Linked DNA regions of Gossypium hirsutum: region 2 is linked to region 1. The links are chromatin contacts, called in public Hi-C maps. All regions are on one chromosome and are shown on one strand. Each heading gives the region's core, a stretch centred on a gene start, on an enhancer-like site or on the middle of the called end of the contact. The rest is flanking DNA. Distances are from core to core; before and after follow the strand shown.

Region 1 (7,733 bases), core at 3,013-5,512:
TATATTTATTCGAATTTTTTAGAATTAAGATTAAATTGAGACCATTTGTAAATTTTGAATGTTATTTTTTTAAAATTATGACTAAATTAATATAATATATAAAAGTTAAACGCTAAATTTATTATTATATCATTTTTTAACTGCCATGTCAGCTTGTAGTTTGTAATTTTAACAAGAATGATCAAAATAACTAAATTATGTAACACAAGTGCTTAAATCATAATTGTTTTTAATTTTTAATGTCTAAAATGGAAAAAAAAATTATAATTGCATTACTTCAACTTAAAAAAGTAAAAAGAATATAACACACCTTTTTTAAGGTAAGCCACGATTCTTGGCCTGTACCTTCTTAAAATCTCAAACCTATAAAGATTTTTTCCATTTTCGCCCACAGTAATTTTTTTAGTTAATAAGCTTTGTTTTTTAGAGTAGCTTTAGTGTGAAAATTAGTTAATATAGTTTAAATATATTGTAAAAGAATATTTTATTTCTTTAAAAAATGTAACTTACAACTTTAAGTAATATTATTATCTATGTATTTTGTTTTCTTATACTTTTATATATGAATTAATAATTTTTTTATTAGTACCAGAAATTTGCATATATAATTTACTTTAACAACATAGAATATCTTAATTAAAAAATATTTAAATTTAGTGAACATCTCAAAGCCTAGTATCAAAGACTAGTCACTGATGTACTTCTAACAAAATTGTTATGGCCATGTACATAACTTTTTCTTCATCATCTGAAACCCTATAACCAAAAAAAACATCTTACTACAAAGAGGAACAAATAAGAAAAGAGCTGAAGGGGGGCCGAGGGTAAATAGGAAATTAATTAAAGAAGGGTAAAATCAAGGTAAGTTTTCCGTATAGTAGGTCCAACTACCCCAAGAGACAGTGACAAAGCATAATGTGATGGTTTGGGTTGTACTGCAGGAAAGAGACGGTGGTGGTGATGGTGGTTCTGGTTTGACAGGTTACCAGTTTTGGAAAACTTTGATTGTTGGGTCAGCTTATTTAACGCAAAGTTTCCATTTATTGATAGGTTCTGGGCTGGCTACTTCACCATCACCTCTTACCGCTACAGCATGCTGTGTTTCATCCTTTTGCGGTGAGAAGGGAACAACCGGTACTCATTCCAATAGGGACTTCTTTGGAATTGTCCATTGCCCTTGTTTTTGCTTCTCTATTTGCATTTCAATTTTCCTCTCTCTTTTATGGTTTGTAGATGGGACAGTAAGAACATAAGATGGACAATCATCTCATCAATCATCTCATCACCATCAGTGATGAGATTACGTTTCTCTATAACAAGTATGGTTTAGATATGGTAGGAATTGAGTTATATACTAAGTGATGGTGTGAATATATGTAGGTTTCGAGGAACTGCATGCCGTGCATGCAAAAGCAAAGCCGCAGGTGGAGTCATTAATATTCAAAGTTTTGGACATGTTACTTGAATAAGCTTCCCAAGACAAGTGGGGCTTGGGCGTCAATGATAAACCTCTGACAAAGCCAGATTGCAGGTTGGCTGCATGTCCTGCTCTCTCACTCACCCTCTCTTCTCTCTTTTTCACACGCTGATACCAACCACTGCTCATTTTCTCATTCAATCTATAACGGAGGATTTTAAGTCCTAAGAACAATGCCTTGGTTTTTTTTCCCTCTAATTTTAAAGTAAGATTGTTTCATAAATTATGAAAGGGTTTTTTCAATTCTTTCGAAAATAAAAGAAAAAATAATAATTTTTATAATTATTTCTAACATAATATATATTTGTTGATATAAGTTTCAACAAGAGAGGAGATAAAAAGAAAAAGATGGTGGTGCAATGAAGGTCCATAAAAGAGGAGAAAAGTTGTGTGAAGGATAGGAAAACTAAATGTAAAGAGTAAGAGCTCAAGGTTGATAACTGGGGAGAAGATCATTTTTACTTCAATATGAAAGGTATTTATAACGAAAGTCCTCTTATTTGATAGTGGTGACATAGCAAGTTATTACAACGAAATTGCTATTATGGAGTATATGGGGGACGTGCGTGATAGAAACCATTATGTTATTCCTTTTGAGGAGTATGATGCTGATATATACAGATGAACTTCAATGCTCCATTAAAAGTGTTTACACTGAAAAGCAGGTGAGCTAGATAAATTATTGCATTTTTTTTTATCTTTCAATATCATTCCAAACTTTTGAATTTCAATAATATGCAATATTTTTATTTTTATTTTTAATTTATTTTATATAGTGCTTTTGTCGTTTAAGTTGTACAACATTTTGCCAATGTTTTTATTTTATAATTAGATTAAATTTTGATTAATTAATGGGGTAATTGAGTTTAATTATTTGGGTAATTGATTTGGGTTAAATTTAATATTTTGAGTTGTGTTATTTTATTTTAAGTTTTGGGTTGTTTTAATGTTTTTAGTTTAATTGAGTTAGGTTTTATATTGGTATTCAATATTTGGAAATTGAGTTAGGCATTGAATATATATTATTTAAAAAATTTATTTAATTTATTCTATTTAAATTTATAAAATCGAAAATCAAATTGATATAGTCAAGAAAACTAATTAAGCTAATTGAATAAATCGTAAATTTTTTATTACACCAATTATTTGCACACCTCTATATATAAACATATCACAACGTGCATATCGAGAGAATCAAACCCTAAACAATTACATAAAAAAGATATTGCGATACTATTACACTAGATTTTCTAAGTTAAAACTTTTTTTTATCTATAAGTAAATTTTGAAATAAAAAAAACTAACTTTTTAGGTCAAATACAAATTCTTCCTTTTGACTTTTCAAAAGCTTGGTTCAAATTATAAATTTATCTCTCATTTATATTAATTATAAATTTCAAATATGACTTATGTATTGAATAAATTTTACAAAAAAATTTATTATAATTGTTTAAAAAGTCTTAAAATTTTATATTTCAGTTATTATAGTTTTTTATATATTTTTACTACAATTTAAATTGAATATTTATTAATACAAAAAGAATTCTAATATAATATTTTGTCAATAGTAATAATAAGGACACGAAAAAAAGAAGAAGGATATTTTGCGTTATTGTATGTTATTTTAATATCTAAATATAATTTATATATTGAAATAAAATTTTAAAAATATATTTTTTTTAATTTTACTATTACAAATACAAATATATGTTGAAGCATAGAATATAACCAATATAAAAACACAACAAACAAATAAGAGAACGCAACCATATACGCATATATTGGGATTGAAGACCTACACATCACAATTAAAAATGATGGCACTCAAACTTGGATGCATAATGACCCAAGTCCTCAGGTTAACCAACAATGCCGAAGCCCTATTAGCATAAACAATTTATCATAATTGTTTAAAGTATTCAAAATTGATATTTTATATAGTGTAATATTAACAAATCTAAATATCATTTAAATTAGTTTATTTTTTATTTTACCATTTCATATCTAAAATGAGCATTTTAAATTTCACAAAATTCTTTAACAATAATACTAAATATTTAAAATCTTTAAGTAATGTTAAAGTAATCATTTGGAAATCAATCTTAAAGATACTAAAAGAATAACATTTGATAGACCATGAGAAAGGGGAAAAGATCAAATTTTAGTTCGATAATTGGATGTCGACTTTGATCCCCTGAAAGATCATTGTCGAGACCTAAGTGGAGTGGACATAGATGGTCGAATAATTGATATGGTACACATAGATGGAAGATGGGATTGGAATGAATTCTAACATCTTTTAGACGATCAATGGTCCTTTTCATTGCAGGGACATTACATACTAATCGGCAGGCTCAATCAAACTCATTTATTTAGCGGTGGAATGGTAATGGGTTGTTTTTGGTGAAAAGTGCTTCAAGATCAACTTGAACCCACCAAATGCAAAATAAAGAACCATTTGGAAGAGCCGACATCCCTAGAGAGTGTCATTTTCTTTGGCTAGTGACTAAAAATAAAATGGTGAAAGGTGTGATAGGTATACTATTGAGGGGGATCGACCTTAAAAACTGTTTAAATATAAACAATTTACCATTTTACCTATAACTTAATTATTGATTTTTTATATAAGTATAATTTTAATATCATTTTTTTCCTTCCACCCGATAATATCTAATATTAATAAAAATAATTTTGAAAATAGTTTAGTTGGATTTTTTTTTAATATAGGTCAAATGCAAAGCATAGGTGTTAGTTTGAAGCAGGCCCGCAACCAAGTTTTGAGTTAGAAAGTTGAGATATTGAAAATACAATTGGCTAAGCCCAACTCCAACCAAAACCTAAAAAATTCCCAAAAGTGTCGTCTCAAGCTCTAAGCCTCTCACCAGTCAGGCAGTCACCGGCAAGCACCAACAAGGCACCGTCGACCACGGGCCCTTAAAATTCTCATTTGATTGGTTGGTTTCGTTACTTGTAAATTCGTTACTTGTAAACCCATTCTTGATGTTTTAGGATTCTATTTCTGGTTGATTTTTAGTTATAGATGTTACTATGTCAGCCCTTAATATCCTTTGACTGGTTACTTGGTTAAGTTTATCACTATTTAGGCTAGTGATCAAAGATTTAAGAGCATTGAATTTGAAGGAAACAAACAATGAGCTAATGAGGAAACATGGAATCTCTTACAACTTCCAAACTTCACTCACTTCCATTCTAATATATTTCATTTATTTTCTAATAAAGAAAGAAAAACAAGAAATGGAAAGAGTTTGAAGTTTAGACCAAAACAGAGAGACAGTCTGTCATGTCCGAATGTAATAAAATAATAATAATTTCCTTTTTCTTTGTCTCTCCAAATTTACTTAGCTAGAAGAACATAGATGTTCGAACCATGAAAAATGTTTATAATGTTTTGATTTTGATGCTTATTGTTAATGTTTATGAACTGAATTGTTAATTTTAAAATTTTATTGGTATATTGAAAAATGGCTTGTAGCGAAAACAATGAGTTTATGGGGGATAGTGAGAAGGTTTCTGTTTGTTTGATCTTGTCTTTAAATGTTGATTGTTTTGGTTCTCCAGGGATAGCTCATGTTGAACTAGCTCGAAGGTAAAATTATACTGGCCGGAGTTAAACATTTATATTGATATTCCAACTGATATTGATTGTGAACTAGAGATAGAAATTGTTAGACGTTGTTAATTTAGCTTTATCGTTTTAGCTCAAGTGATAAATTCCGCTCTATGATGATGATTGTAAGGCGGATTTTAGAGCCATTGACATCTGATATCATTCCAGTTAATGCCATTTATACTTGTAGAAGCAATTTAAGTACAATGCATGCATGAACAAAACACATTCAGCATTCTTATAAATGGAAATAGGCGATTCATGTTTAATGCAAGATCGGTAAGTGGTTGATGAAGGTTTTGGTTTTTCTTCCATTTGCTTGGGGAATTTTCTAATTTCATAGAGCAACTAGGTTATAAAAGCTCATTTGAATGCTGGTGGTTAGTTTGCAGTTTTGAAAGCTTACAAGGGACTGCCTTGAAATGAGAATATATTTCAATCTTGTTAAAAATAAAGTGACAATGCTCCATCGAGGTCAATTCCATCATTATATAGTCAAAGAGTGAAGCAGAACTACTAGTAAATCAAGTTGTCTGGAATTGTTATTGAAATTTTAATTTGCTTGGAATTTTTATGTTTAAATTGTTAGTAATATTTAAATTTTTGTGAAATTTTTATGTTTAGTTTGTTTGAATTATTATTTAGCCTTTTTTGTTAATTTATTTTACATTTATTTATTTTTAGTTATGAATAAAATTTATTTAAAATTAATTTTTTATTTGATTTTATATTATTTTTAAAATTTTAATTTTAGTGGATTTGGATTTTGGTTATGTTGGATTCGGATATCTAACATAAGGTTGAAAATGTTAAATTCGGATTTTTTGCGGATTCGGATATTCGGCGGATAATGTATTTAATTCTGATTTGGAATTGGATAGTAAAATTCGGATAATCTGTGGATTCGGATAATCCATAAATTGCAGATATCCAACCCGCTGCCATCCCTAACTGGGATCAGTTTTAAGTTTCTCAAATTTTTTTTTCAGACCTAATTCCTAAAGCCCTTATTAAACCTCAGTGTAGTGCCTTTGGTCACCGGCCAACTTGAGCCAAGTAACCATCACCGACGATAATGGCGTGTACAGAGGAAGCAAAACTCGAGCACTTCCTTCAATGGCTTCAGGTTTAGTTCTCCAACACCCTGAACTCAACTTCAAGCCGTCAACTCTACATTTCTGTTCCTCTGGTTCAACTAACAGTGATTTTAATTCAGGTAAACGGAGCTCAATTCCGCGGCTGCAAAATCAAATATTGCGACTCCACCAAAGGCTTTGGTATTTATTCCACCAATGGTTCCCCCGAAGATGGTCAGTAGCAAAAAGCCCTGTAACAAAGAAGTTAAAGAATAGAATTCTGTTTGATTCTTTGTAAGGTTTTCGTTAATTTTATGAGGAAAAGAAACTGGGCAGGGGTTCTTCTTGTTGTTCCACTGGATTTAGCAATAACTCCAATGAGGGTACTGCAAGATCCTTTAATTGGAGCAGAGTGTAGAGCAATGTTTGAAGAAGGAGAAGTTGATGATAGGTTCTTAATGATTTTATTTCTTATTGTGGAACGTCTCCGAAAGAATTCTTCATGGAAACCGTACGTACTTAACCTATGTGATTGGCATTTTAGTGTTCTTTTTTTTCCCTTTATTATTTATGTGGATTGAAAGGTTGGGTCAGGTACCTTGATATGCTTCCAACTACTTTTGGTAATCCGGTTTGGTTTACTGATGATGAGCTTTTGGAGTTGCGGGGAACAACCTTGTATAGAGCAACTGAATTGCGGGTAAATATTAGTATTTAGTTTTCTGTTTCTCTTGAAAATCAAATTGATGAAATTTGACTAACCATGATGATGAAAGTTAGTATAATTGTTTTATAGAAAAAGGATTTGATGTCTGTGTACGAAGATAAAGTGAAGGAATTGGTGAAGAAACTTCTGGTTCTTGATGGAGATTCAGAAAGGTCTGTATTAATTACATTAAACAAGATGGCAATCCATTGTTGCATTTAAATTGTTGAGTTTCTGGTCTTGTCAAGAATAATTTAGTTATTTTCTTATTGCCCAAACGTGAACTGTTGTTAATGCTTCTTTTGCAGTGAGGTGTGGTTTGAAGATTTCCTTTGGTAGGAATCCCCTCAAAATGAACTCTTTCTAACTCTCTTTAATTGGGGCGGGGTGGGGAAAATGGAAAAGTTTGACAATGATATGATGACATTCCCTGAACCTAAAACTTTGATGGCTATTATTGCATGATTTCTATAATGCTAGGGCAAATTCTATATTTTGGTCTCGTGCTTTGAACCTTCCTCTTCCGCATTCTTATGTATTCCCCCAAATTCAAGAAGATGTGGGCACAACCTGTCCAGTTGACAAAATTTCCGAGGGTTCCACCAGTCATAGTTGTAGTGAAGAGCCGATTAATGAAATCAATGGAAAAAGTGAGGTTATGCTTTAGTTCTCATTTACCACTTATTTCCTGTATAGGTCTCTTTCCTCTTATTTGCTTTTACTGTTGAAAATTTACTGCATTAACTATGAACTGAGGTTAAAGTTTTTTATTTACAATGTATTTATATCAGGATTTGAGGCTCATGGGAATGATAGCAAAGTCAATGGAGTAACTTCGACATCAAA
Region 2 (7,700 bases), core at 1,680-4,179, 330 kb before region 1:
AACAATTCCTAATCAATGAGTGAAAAAAAAAAAGAAAAAAAAAAGTAAAGAACAACTGAGACAGCTATGCAAGTTAAGGCAGCTTTTATCACCTTGGCATTCATGATAGTTGAATTGACAACGACAGATGCAGCCAAGACATTATCAGAGAAAAGGGCATAATGGTAGAGTTTTGGATTTTCCAAATTCTCACTTCTAGGGAACTTTCTCTTCTCTGCGGGAAGGAGATAATATTCTATGGTCAAGCGCATCGACAAGCAATGGATTGCATTGGGAACTGTTTTGGCAGCTAATTGACTCAGGAACATGCTATCTTTTTTCAAGCTCATAACTTGTTCTACTGATGCCTGAAGCATTGCTCTGAGCTTTCCAAGCATCAACTTGCAATCATATAATTGCTCTCTTGCTTTGGCTAGAACTTTTTCCATTGCTTTAATTTTATCAGATGCACTGAGTAATTCACATGAGAATACAACATTAGAAACTGACAGAATCATCAAAAGCAAAACCTGGAGGAAACATGGACTACAGCACATAGCCAAGGAGATTAAAGACCCAACTTCCTTTACCTATGAGGTAGATCAGCGTCAGTTGTTGACTCTCCTAAGGCATGCAGACTCTCTTTGAGCCTAATCTGCAATTCTTTTCGCAAGTCAAGCTTGTTTTTCATGCTTGCAATAATTATATAAACCTTTGCCAGTATAATTTGATCACTCATCAAGCGCACTGTGGAATCAGAGTTCTCATTATCAATTTCTTTCCTCCACATATTATATTTGCCAAGAACTGCAGAGTCCACAGCTTTGGATCGTTCAATGGCTGCATTTTCAAGTTTCACAGTAGCTTCATCATCTTTTTGCACCAAACCAGCCACATGCTTCTCACGCCTATTATCTCTAAGTTGCTGCAGTCAGTAACATGCCTCTTATTATATAATTAGTTATAATACTAAAGCACTCAGTGAATCAAAAGATGATAATTACCCTTCGAAGTGTTGTAGTAAGCATATCATGTGAATGATCATCTGCATAGAACAGCCAGGTCAGCATGAAAGAAAATTCACCAATAGCATTAGGCATATCTATATTTAACAGATCAGAAATGCATTACCATTAGGAAGCTTTCCCTCTTTAACTTGAGACATTTCTTGTTTCAAGTCTGTAGCCTTTTGATTTGACTTTGAACAAGTGAGAATCATATAAAGATTAGTCAATCAGCAACTTTTTTTTTCTTTGGAGGAGGGGTTGGGATAGATTTGACTACTGAGGTATGATCCTAACCTGAGAAGTAGCTTTATCCGCAACTGAAGACTCTACCCCAATAACTTTCCATGATGTAGACAAATTGCCTTTTCTGAAAGAATCAAGACTTAATGGCCCCAAATCAGCTGTACTAGTAGATACAACATCAATAACCTAGAATGATTTGAGTATGACATCAGATGATAAATATAATTGACAATTAAAGTCTAATGACAATTGGAGCAAGAACCATAATTTGTATAGAATATAATCCAACACGCACTCACCTCTTTAGTGAATAGGTTTTTGATAGATTGGGATGCCAGCCTTTCTCTCCAGTCAACATTCTGCAAAACCCATTTTAAAATAATGCAGATCTGGGTATAAAAGCTGTCACAGACTGTCATCTAAGTTAAAAGCAATGCAGGTGGATAAGGTTTTAAGGAAGAAACCTGTTTACCAAAACCACTTTGAACACTATCTTCGTCTGCACAAGAAACAAAAATTGGAACAAAGATCAGATGCAATCAAAGAACATAATTGAATTTACATCTAACTTTATACTCACAAAACAATTCAACATAATTGAACAAAAGTTCTATTATGATGATAAATATTAGGTGAGATGGAGCAACGAATTGTAAGTTAAAATTGGACCTTAGTAGAAGCATCACTATTCACGACAATGTTGTGTAACTAAAGTTAGACCATTTGACTTCACAAATTTCTAGTAAAATGAGAAGCCAAAAACTTTTTTAAGAAATTCACTAATCAAAGCTCGGAATCAATTAAAAGATGAGGCACTTTTCAATTTTATCAGATCGAAAAGGACGCATTTATAAACTAATCAAAACAAATAATTAATTTATCATCATTCTAAAATACAAAATCAAAATCAAATATAAAGTTAGATCTGGTCAGTAGGTACTTAAAAACGCAGGGGGAAATTAAGAGAAAAAACGAACCAGAAATGTAAAGCCCTTGACCGACAAAGAAAACAAGTAGCGTCAGAATTGAGAAGAAAAAAAGAATCACGATACGCAATCGAGATCCAGAACTTCTGCTCCTTTGGACGCCCACACTGGATAGTCCCCGCTTCAACGCCATTGGCTATCAGAGCCTAATAAGAACAATAGCAGCAGCAAAATCACTTAAACATTAAAAAAAAAAAAACGAAATTGCATAATCAAAAGGTGGAAAAAGGATAATTACAAGTTAACAGCGAGGAGATCGCGTGAAACTGAAAGCAGCAGATCCGTATCGAAGCTAGTTGGAATGGAAACCCATGGGAAAGCAAGCATAGATTAAGCGTTAATTAAATGCTTTTATCAGTAAAAAAAAAAGGAATTTAATAGTGTAGAGAGAAAGGGAAATGCAGGAAGATGGTGGAGTGAGGAACAAAATTATTTATCTTGAAAACGAAGTGAGTGTAATTTAAAAGGAATGCGTTGGCCTAAACAAGCAAGAAACAAAAGAAACTTGAGATAACAGAAATTAATATATATATATAGATACATACATATATAAAGAACAAGGGGATCTTCGATCTCGGTTCGGTTTTCGTTTTTTCCGTTAGTAAGGGTTATTTTTCATTATCTTACTATCGTCTTCGCTTTCATACATATATATGTTCATTCCTTCCGGAAAAAGATGATCTGAGAGATGGGATAATTATTTTAATTTCTCTTTTAGCCGACAAAGACGTTGCCGTTTTTATCGCCAGTCTAGCTTTATGACGTAATGAGCCAGCCCACCTTATTCTACTCCATGCAACTTAATTATTCTACTTTAATATAGTTTTATATTACATAAATATAATATCATCAAAAAAACATGGGTTTTGTACAAATTAAACATATTATATAAATATAAGGGTAAATTACACCAACAATTACTTAATTTTGGGTAGCTAACCAAATAGTCATATTGGTTTCATTTTAGTCACTCAACTTTAAAAAAATAACAAAACAGTCCTTCTTTACCGTTTTTCGTTACAAACGTAATGGCAAAGTGACATGGCAGATGACAGCTTGCTTGGTGTCATTAACTGTCAAGTTGGCCGGTTAGCATCGATTTAAATAACCTTTATAGCACCCATTTAGGGCTTATGTAATAGAAAAAGAAAAGGAAGAGGAGAAAGAAGAGGAGGAGGAGAAGAGAAAAAAAGGGATTTGGGGTGGTTTTTGTCCAAGGCAAAGGGGTTACCAAAAGGAAAGAAGGGTTTGTTGTCAAGGATTGAAGTAGGGCTCTTGAGAGATTTAGTGTCGAGAAAGGCTTTAAATTTTGGAGAATCGAAGAAAGATGGGATTGGTTTAGTGCTATTCTGGGCAAGGGATGCTTGAGAGCTGTGATCAACTATTAAAGTTTGCTTCATGGTCACTGCTCCAGACTTATTCTTCAGCATACTTACCTGTCCTCTTTTTATTAGATGGATATCAGAATCAAACCCCGCCAAATTTCTAATATGAAACAACTGCAAAAATAAGGAAACAATTAGAATTTGACTAGAAAAAAAAAGAAAAAAAACAGTAGGGAAGCAAAAGATGAAAAGGGAGAACCAAGATCTGAAAGCTCATTTTTTCTTCTTATCTATGTTAAGTATTTTTCTTTTTCATCTTGTTTGTTTCCTTTGTGTAATCACTTTGTCAAACTTGTTAGGCAGAAAAGAAAGGAGAAGACAATAAAAAGAAATTAAAACCAAAATTAGGATTTAGAAACTGATAAAATACTAAAAACTCATATCTTTCTCTCTTTCTCCAGTTTTATTCTTCTTATTGTCCTTCAATCTTTTTCTTTTTTTTTTGTTCTGGTTACTTATGTGCTGTTTTTAATCAAAATTAGGTAGTGAAGACTTTTTTTTTGGCAATTTAGTATTTCAAGAAGAAATTTCTCCATGGGACAAAGTTTAGCCTTTGAAATTTATCCACAATAGAAGAAGAAGAATATTGGGGAAAAAACCCTAACCTAATTTAATGGTGGTGCAAGTGGTGGTGGCTGAAGTACTTGTCAATGTTGCCAGTTTGTTTGTGGGGTCAGTTGTATAAGGGTTGTTGGAGACTTTGAGAGGGATATTATAGTCTCTTCTTCTTTTTCTTTTTCTTCTTCTTCTCTATTATTAGGGTTTTTTTTCTTCAATTTCTTTTTAAATTGGGTAGGTTTCCATTATGGATATCCAATGTGGCTAGTTAATTGGCCACATCAGCTAGTTAACTGGCCACGTCACCTATCTCGTTAGAACTGTAACGGAAAATGTTAGTGGGTGACTGATTTGTCACTTTTTGATAACGTTAGTGACTGTTTTGTTATTTTTCTAAAGTTGAGTGACTGAAATGAAACCAAGGTGACTGTTTTGTCGGCTACCCCAAAGTTGAGTGACTGTTGGTGCAATTTACCCTAAATATAAAGTTAATAATTATAAAAAAGTAAATATGTTATAAATTATGTTATTATATAATGCTTTTAAATTTATAAATACTTGTAATCTTTTAATATAAATATGCATTAATACTTTTAGTTATCAATTTAAAAAATAGAATTGCAATTTATATTTTATTATTTAAATATAGCTATGATTTTTAATTATTTATTATATTATAATGTCTATAATAGTTATTTCTATTGTCATCACACCACTGTAGCTGAGTTTGAATCCAAACAATAATTTCATCACTTGTTTTAATCTCACTGTTACAATAATGAATTTCACTATCACCATTATTTTTAATCTCACTAAAGGCAATCTCACCAAGCGGTGAAATTAAAATTAGTGGCGAGACATGTGTTTGGGTTCAATCACAACGGTACCAATGAGGCAATAATACAAAATTACTATTAATGACATTAGATTGAAACCATATATATTAGAAGTTCTAAATTATTTTATTTTTTATGAAATTATTAAAAATATATGAAATTATAATTTAATTTAATAAAATAATAATATGTGTCATAATATTTTTCTTATAAATATTTTTCTTATTTATTTTATAATCATTTTAATTATTTATTGTAATAAATTACTATTGAGAATAATAGTTTGAGTTTATAATATAATAAATAATTATTTAAAATTATTTTATATTAAAAAAAGTATTTTCACTCAATTTTGAAGACGCTTTCATTTATCATCCAAATGTTAAATCTCTAATAACTATTGACTATACACTTTCATTTTGGTCACCCAACTTGTAGTTTGCTTTCATTTTGGTCATTCCAAAAAAATCTCTTTTTAAGTATTGGTTGGGGTAAAAAACAAAACATTAAAGATTAAAGTAAAAAAAGGATAGAAACTAAAATAATGTATTAAATATTTTTTTTTTCAAAAATTGTACTTAAAGTACTATTTTTTTTGCAATATTGAAATTTTAAATTTCAAAACATAAAAATTAATTAAATAAATTATTGGAATTTTTTTATCGTGTTGATTTGTTGCTATAATATTGAAATTAATTAATTAATTTAATTTCCTTACAAAATTTATGTTTCCAAATTAAAATCAATTCAAACAATTTATTTTTAATAATTGTCTATAAAACTCAAATGGTTTTTGATTATATGATATTAAAATTTCCATGCTAAACGAAAAGTAAAGAAAAATCATCGCAGTTAATTAAATTAATTAATTTTATATCTTTCATGTCAAATAAAAACCTAGAATTTTTTTCATTATCGAAACGAAAAATAAGCAATTGCAATGAATTTTTCTTTATTATCAGCATAGCATAAAAGATTCGAAATTATATAATAAGAAAAAATTTAACATTTATTAAATTTGATAATCAATCGGGTCATCTAATATGAAGAGAAAAAACATTAATCCATTAAATTTAAAAAAATAACTAGACTACTTTTACATAATACAACATTGATATTTTATTGAGTGTATAAATAAAATAAAAGTTATATATAACTAAAATTCTTCATATGATTAAGAAAATTTTGATAAAATTGTTTCAAGGTCACTTTACATTTAAAGAAGAAGAATGGAGTTGAAGTTTTGTTGCTCTGCGACTTTCTAAGCTTTCTCTGTAGTTTACTGTTTATGTACAAAAAGCATTAGATTTTATTACCTACAGTATAATTTAATATAGTAAGAAGCAAAAGCAAAAAGATGAATGAAGAATTTTGAAATGTGTGTTTTGCTTTTAAAATGTTAATATTGGTTTTATGAGTAATCATTGAAAACGAAAAAGTCTTTCCAATGAGGAATAATTGAGTGTGAGATAAGTTGTGTCCAAGGACAACTAACATCATTTTGTTATTAAAAAGGCCACAAATCCATCATCATATTTCCATGTAGGAACTACCTTCGCAATTCTCCGGTCTCTTATAACACACGGATCATTCAACCTATGCATACCACTCCTTTTACAATCACTTTGTAACCGTTAGGTATATTAACAGTTAATCCAATCAATTTTTCTTTTTAAATATATTAACTGAATTAAAATATTTTGATTAATTCAGTTGACTAATTAAATTTATCGAAATTTATATTTTTTCTTTTAGTTAAATTAAGTATAAAATATATAAAGAAATACGTTGCTAATGTTCATTTTCTTTTTCCTTTTTTTTAACAATTTTTAAAAATATATATTATATATAATATGTATTATTTATTTCGATTAATATAAAAAATAATAGTTAAAAAATACATTGCTAATATAAAATATATATTATATATAATATATATTATTTAATTCGATTAATTATCCAATTTCAAACCGAATTAATCGATAACTGAAATTTCAAAAAATCATTAATCAACCTTCGACCTAACAATATTCGGCCATCGACTGATTAACCAAGTTAGATTAATTCAGTCGATTAATTCGAATTTAACCGAACTATAAACACCCTTAAATTTTAATTGGTCTTCAGCTAGATCTTGAAGCACTTCTCACGGAAACAACCCCATTATCATTCCATCACCAAATAAATGATTTTGGTTGAACCTGCCGATTAGGATGTAATGTACGATATCAATTATGTGAGCATCTAAGTACACTCTACTTAAGTCTCGGCGATGATCTTTTGAGAGACCAAAGTTCGACATCCAATTATCGACCCAAAATTTGATCTTGTCCCGCTTCCCATGGTCCATCAAATATTCTTCTTTAAAGTACCTTATATCTTTCAAATTGACTTCCTAATGACTACTTTAAAGTTACTTTTAAAAAGTGTTCTTAAAAACTATTTTTGGAATATGTGATTTAAGATTTTAAATATTTAACATTATTGTTAAAAAGTATTGTGAAAATTTAAAAGCTAATTTTAGATGTGAAATTGTAAAATAAAAAATAAGGAAATTTAAATGATATTTAAATTCATTAATATTACAATATATGAAAACCAATTTTAAATACTTTAAGCAATTAAAATAAATTATTTGTGCTAATAAGACTTTGACATTGTTGGTTAAAGTGACACACTAGGTTCTTATGTACCCAAGTTTGAGTG

The links. Hi-C and Micro-C count contacts between places; a contact is called where the count stands out from the background.
Region 2: a Hi-C map of leaf shows a contact between it and region 1, with 3 times the contacts expected there. The contact joins the promoter of LOC107955314 here to the promoter of LOC107955322 in region 1. A contact is called at or near these places in 6 of 34 Hi-C or Micro-C datasets (anther, fibers, leaf and 1 more).

Annotation. Positions count from the first base shown.
Region 1 is chrA07:34,098,572-34,106,304 of Gossypium_hirsutum_v2.1, reverse strand. It overlaps LOC107955322 (protein-lysine N-methyltransferase EFM1), which reads left to right and starts at 4,262. Exons shown (of 18, transcript XM_016891060.2): 1 at 4,262-4,431; 2 at 5,057-5,084; 3 at 6,127-6,231; 4 at 6,322-6,415; 5 at 6,518-6,692; 6 at 6,776-6,881; 7 at 6,978-7,060; 8 at 7,196-7,222; 9 at 7,368-7,537; 10 at 7,679-7,733. The coding sequence starts at 6,181.
Region 2 is chrA07:34,429,601-34,437,300 of Gossypium_hirsutum_v2.1, reverse strand. LOC107955314 (polygalacturonate 4-alpha-galacturonosyltransferase) reads right to left here and starts at 2,929. Exons shown (of 13, transcript XM_016891051.2): 1 at 2,761-2,929; 2 at 2,454-2,507; 3 at 2,207-2,361; 4 at 1,694-1,728; 5 at 1,529-1,588; 6 at 1,281-1,415; 7 at 1,111-1,177; 8 at 984-1,024; 9 at 570-904; 10 at 93-450. The coding sequence starts at 2,348.